2 separate regions of the Sus scrofa genome follow, and region 2 is linked to region 1. The links are chromatin contacts, called in public HiChIP or PLAC-seq maps. All regions are on one chromosome and are shown on one strand. The core of a region is the stretch at or near the end of the contact, and the rest is flanking DNA. Distances in the headings are between cores, read along the strand shown.

The links. HiChIP or PLAC-seq counts read pairs in DNA pulled down with a chosen protein or histone mark.
Region 2: a contact with region 1 is called in an H3K27ac HiChIP or PLAC-seq map of alveolar macrophages. The contact joins the promoter of NOCT here to the promoter of SETD7 in region 1. A contact is called at or near these places in 1 of 5 promoter capture datasets (liver), 3 of 47 Hi-C or Micro-C datasets (heart right ventricle, liver and skeletal muscle) and 2 of 2 datasets of contacts at active chromatin or transcription factors (alveolar macrophages and skeletal muscle).

The regions. Positions count from the first base shown.
Region 1 is chr8:87,476,845-87,479,544 of Sscrofa11.1, forward strand. SETD7 (histone-lysine N-methyltransferase SETD7) reads left to right here and starts at 1,422. Exons shown (of 9, transcript XR_002346776.1): 1 at 1,422-1,758; 2 at 2,583-2,700.
Region 2 is chr8:87,907,959-87,910,658 of Sscrofa11.1, forward strand. NOCT (nocturnin) reads right to left here and starts at 1,273. Exons shown (of 3, transcript XM_003129187.4): 1 at 895-1,273. The coding sequence starts at 1,084.

The DNA.
Region 1 (2,700 bases), core at 172-2,671:
AAGAAGGTTCTGGCAGGAAGGCCCTGGTTGCTTTCCACTCCACCCCTTACTAGTCCAGAGGAGGCCTGATGCAGAGATGGGGGCTGTGTGCAGGGTTCCACGTGTTCTCTAGCAGCAAGTGGAAAGTGAGCACATGACAGTTTGGGTGGGCAGGAAAAACTTCATAGCACCAAGCTGGACATCCTCCTCTAAACTTAAAGTTAGGGTAGGACACCCCTGATGAGATCCCTCCCTCCTTCCCTCCACCCACATACCCAACCCACTGTGAACTTGCTGCGACTCTGTGACCCCACCTGTGTATTTCGAGGGGTGATTTCTTCCAAACTACCCTCCCTCTGCTTCAGCCCCTTTTGAGTAAATACATAAATAATGTGTGCTGCCTTTAGCTTTCAGTATCTTTTAAAAAGATAAACTGGAAACTGGAGAAGAAGATGATATCTGGTGTGCTGTGTGCACCAGTATAATATGAAAGAGAGGCGATGATATGCTTAAAAAGGGAAAATAAGAAAAAATGTCATGTAACTCAAAACCAGTGAGTGAGTAAGCTTGGTACATGGTGGGGGGAAAAGAAAGAAAGAAAGAAAGAAAAAGAAAGAAAGAAAGAAAATTCTGTTTCTATGGTTCATGTTTACAAATGATGTAAAATGAAGTGGTTCTTTCATCTTCCACTGCAGAAACCCCTTCTCTGTGTAGCTTTGGAGCCAAGTATCTGCACTGGAAACCTTTAATAAGAAGGTTAAATCTAAGCCAGAAGACTTTTGAAAGGTATTGACTAAGCTGGGGAACCTCTGAGCAGTCTAGCCTAAGCTGGGGGACCTCAGAGTGTTCTAGTCTAGACTGGAGGGTCCTTCTTCCAGTGTCGCAGCACCTCTTAGCTCCTAAGGGAGGAACTCAGGCCAGAAGAGGTGGCCTCCCAGGGTCCCTCTGCAGGTGAGCAATACCAAGACCCAAGTTTCCTAACTCCTGGCACAGGACCCTTCCCTCTCTTTCTGAAACAAAGGGGGTTGAAATTCCTGGCAGAGTATAGGACAAATGTTCCTAACATGATTCTCTTTTTCACAGAGGAAAACAAAACAAAACAAAACCAAAACCAAAACCAAAACAAAAACAAAAACTGAACTTAAGGAGAAACTCACAACACTGGATAAGAATACCTGGCATTTAAGCCCAAAGCCAAAACCAAGGCGTGGTCTCCCGGTACTGGAAGTACTTTGAAATCCCCCAAGTCTCTTTTGCTGTTCAGAAAACAAAATAAACAACTTTCTCTTGCTCCCTTCTATCCCCCCGCCCTCTCCGTGCAGTAGCTGTTCTTGGCGGATGCCCAGAGCGGCACCCGGTAATTCCACGGTACATTGTGTACATTTGCATCCATTTAGCCAGCTATTTACAGCCGCCCTTTATCGCCACCTGTAAGAGGCAACGCCATAATGACACTAAGTGGCGCGGCCGGGAAGCGGGCGCCCTGTGATGTTCTCCACTTCGAGAGCCCGAATCTGTGAAGGGGTTGGCACTCGGAGGAACAGGGAGACGGCTGGGGACATCCCACGTACAGGGCGAGAGGCGCGAGAAGGAGGCGCGCCAGACAGAGGGTCCTTCCCCGGTAGCTCCACTCGGTGGTTCCTTTTCCGTTACCACAACCGCGAGGAGGGACCTGCCGGGCCTTCCGCGCGGCTTGTTTCCTGCCTGGTAAAGAGACCGCTGCCATTTGGATCTGGTGAATTTCTGAATCACCCAGGACGCCTGACGGTCCCGAGGAGGGTGAGGACGCAGCGCACTAGGGTTGGAACCTCATCTGGGCTGGATGTCACCCCCACCCCGTGTCTGGGAAACCTGCTCGCGGATGTGATGCGGCAACGCGGGGGACACCTGCGCTCCCGTGCGTGCCGCACTCGTGCAGCTCCGGGTGGCAAACGAGGGTGAAGTGAGGGCGAGAGCAGAAGGAAGTTAAGGCGCTGGAGCGTCAGGAACGCTGCCTTAGCTTCCCTTGCCCTTTGGAGGCTGTCCAAGGGGCGGGGGATGGGAGTGGGGGTGGTGAGCACTGCCCGCGGACTTCCAAGTGGTCCCCCGCACAGGTGGAGGTCGGGAGTTCTGAGCCCCTGGAGGGCGGGTACCTGGAGGTCCCGAGCGCTCGCGAGGAGCCCACCGAGCCCAGGCCCGGCGTGGCGCGGTCGGAACGCACCAGGCAGCTCAGAAGCAAAAGATAAACCCTTCTGGGCCCGGGGGCTGATGGGCTGGGGCACGGAGTCAGCGCGGACTCGGAGCGCCTTTCGTTTTAAGAAGCCTTACTTCTGGGAAGGGACAGGGAACTGTCAATCAACGAGGGAGGGAGCGCACCGGCGCTGGGTGATGTCAGCGGATCAGCTGCTCGATAACAAAGAGGGGGTATTACAGGAGAAAGTTGCAGCGGCGGCGGCGGCCACGGCGGCACCCCGAGCCTCGGAGGCAAGGGGCAAGTGGGCGAAGGGAGGAGGGACGGCTGCTGCCGGAGCAGCTTAAGGCCAAGGAATTGAAAGGGCTGTAGGGGGAGGCAGTGCGAGCCAGCCCCGACTGCTCCTCCTCTTCCTCCTCCTCTAAACTCGCAGGGTTCAGCCCCAGCGCTCGCTCAGCCGCCGGGAGCACCCGGAGGGACGGGAGGCAGCGGCGCGGCCCCGAGCTGGGCAGGGTCCCCAGCCGCCATGGATAGCGACGACGAGATGGTGG
Region 2 (2,700 bases), core at 23-2,522, 430 kb after region 1:
AACAATGTTCCTCTTGAAGATTCCCAGCAAGAAAAAAACACCAGCAGTTATTAGGTGGTATCCATTCTAACAGTAATTTCACAATGTGCCAAATTCCTATAGAACCGGGAAAGAAGATCTCAGTGACTGTCAAGTGCATCTCTTTACACTTTTTTCGGTGTGATAAAATTGCCAGGTTTGAAACAGAAGCTTTATTCCTAAAAGTATGAGTAATCTGTATGTAAATTGTGGCCGCCCTAATGAGTCCTCAGGCTGAAACCAAGGTGGCAAAATAGGGGAAGTCCAGAGCACGTGACACGGAAAACTGACTCTCTGAAAACGGATGGCATCACCTTTACACGATCTTAACCCAGGTATACAGGACGCAAAATGACATAAATATTAAGAGTGGAAGTCTCCGAACAATTTTCAAATAAATGTAAAAAGAGTCAATGCGCAAGTGATTCTTTTGTAACATAGTTAGCATGACATTTAAAAAAATTCAGAGCATCTAAGTCGTACAGGCCATATGATCCAATGAGTGTTTTTTCTTTTGCATAAAATGTTTCATCACGATTAGAAGTAAAACCAACAGAAATCATCTGCGGCCTCGGAAGGGGGAAGCTTAACCTAGGTCAAGAGCGAGAAATACTGAAAGCGCGGCATGCGACGATAAACGGGAAGCTACCACCGGGTTCCAGCTCTTACCGGACGTGCAAGCCCCAGGCCAGGGAAGGCGAGGGCAGAGGGGCAAAGAGTAGCGGAGACCGCGGCTCAGCGAGAGGAGGACACGCTTCCCCGTCGGACCCCACCGCCCGGCAGCCCCCGGCTTCTCATTCATTCCGCGCGGTCTCCAGGTGGCGGCCGCGCGTTGGCCGCCGCCGCGTTCTCCGCCCGGAACCACCGTGCACTCACCTGTTCGGGACGACGACCTCGCGGCGCCCTGGGCCGCAGAGACCGCCGCCAGGAGCCGGGGGGATGCGGGCCTGGGGCCGGCGGCGGGCGGGGGCGAGCGGCGGCGCGGCGGCGGGCCGGGCGGGCGGCGCAGGCCGGGCGCGTCCCTCTGCAGCAGGGCGGAGCAGAGCCGCCGCGGGCTCTGAAACATGCCGGGCGCCGCTGCCACAACCGCCGCGGCTCCTCGCGCGCCCACAGATCCTCGGGGCCCGGCCGAGCCGAGCCGACTCTCGGGTCAGTCCAAGCAGAGATGCCCCGGCTCCTTCTCGCGCAACCGCGGCTCGGCGGAAAGTCCTGGACCTCGAGCCGGAGACGGAGAGGTGGCAGCAGCTGCTACGAGGCGGAGCCGCTGTCTGCCGCGGGCCGGCGAGAGCTGGAGGATAACCGGCCAGAGCCGCGAGCTGACAAAGTGGGCGCTACCAAGCGGGACCGGCAGAGGGGGATCCGCGGGACCGGAGCCCAGAGCGACCAGGGTGGGACTCCCAGAACCGGTGTGATATTGCTTCGACAGGAAGAAGAGCTTAAGGTGTTTATTGGATGGAGGCCGTGGGAGGCCCAAAGTAACAAGTGATTCTTTGGTGCGATTTTAAAGAAATGTATCTCCCCTTCCGCTGGCTGTAGTAGAAACGCCCACAGGCTGGGAGTCCCGAGACCTTTCCAAGGCTCTGGCCCTGGGGACACGTGTGTGTCCGAGTGGAAGGTAGCATTTGTGTGTACGTGTGAGAGTACATGTGAATCCGGCAAAGGGCGTATGCCTCCGGCCCTTTCGGGAGGATATACTGCGTTAAACGAAATTAAGCATGATAGGACCCGGAGTGTGTGCGAGGGCGGTGCTAAGACAACATCCCTCTCCTCAAGGATGTGATACTCAGGCAAAGGGGGCCGAAGGTAGCAAGAGAAATCAGACCTTAAAGCTCAACAAGGCAGATTAAGATCAGTGTCACAAGTTTCCGCAAGGCTGGTGATAGAAGTCATAAACAGGCCTGGGATTTCTAGATGGGCTTTGAGGTCTAAGATTTACACTTGTGGAAATTGGGTGGGAAGTGGTGATGATTTACACATGAAGGAAGAGAATAAAGAGAAAGCCCTAAGTGTATTTGGAGGAACAGTTCTTAGTTCTATAGGATGGAAGGTAAGGAGTAAGAAGACAGATGCTTGGATAGGTTATATAACCTCTGCCTATGGAAGGCAGAGATGAGACTACATCTAATATGGTAGGAAATTGTGAGCTGAGCAAGGATATATCTTAGGACCGTGCTTTTTCCCTCTCTTTTCTTTTTCTTTCCTCCCTCCTTTCTTTTCTTTTCTTTTCTTTCTTTTCTTTCTACCCCACCCCCACCCCACGAATCTTACTGAGCCACAGCAGTGGCAACTGTGGGATGCTAAACCCCTAGGCCATGGGAAACCCCAGCCTGACTTTAATTGGAGGTCATGTATCTCAGGGGACATGGAAAGGCAGGAGAGAGTAGACCCATGGATACGAAAGATAGTCTAGACCTGTATCTGGTACTGGAAAAGAATGAATGGAAGAAACAGCTCAGATAGATTGCGCAGAGAACAATGACTAATCAGTAAGGGAAGAGTGGTGGTTGCCAAGACTGGATTCCTCTCTGAATGACTTATGAATGAGAAATGTTTTCTTGTTGGATTTCCCATGATTTTGCTGGTTCTTCTGTCTTGTGGAATTGGAAGCTTTTCATTACCAAGGATATTCAAAACATTTTTGAGACCTGGGCTGTATATCTGAACCCAGAGGGTGTGGAGGCG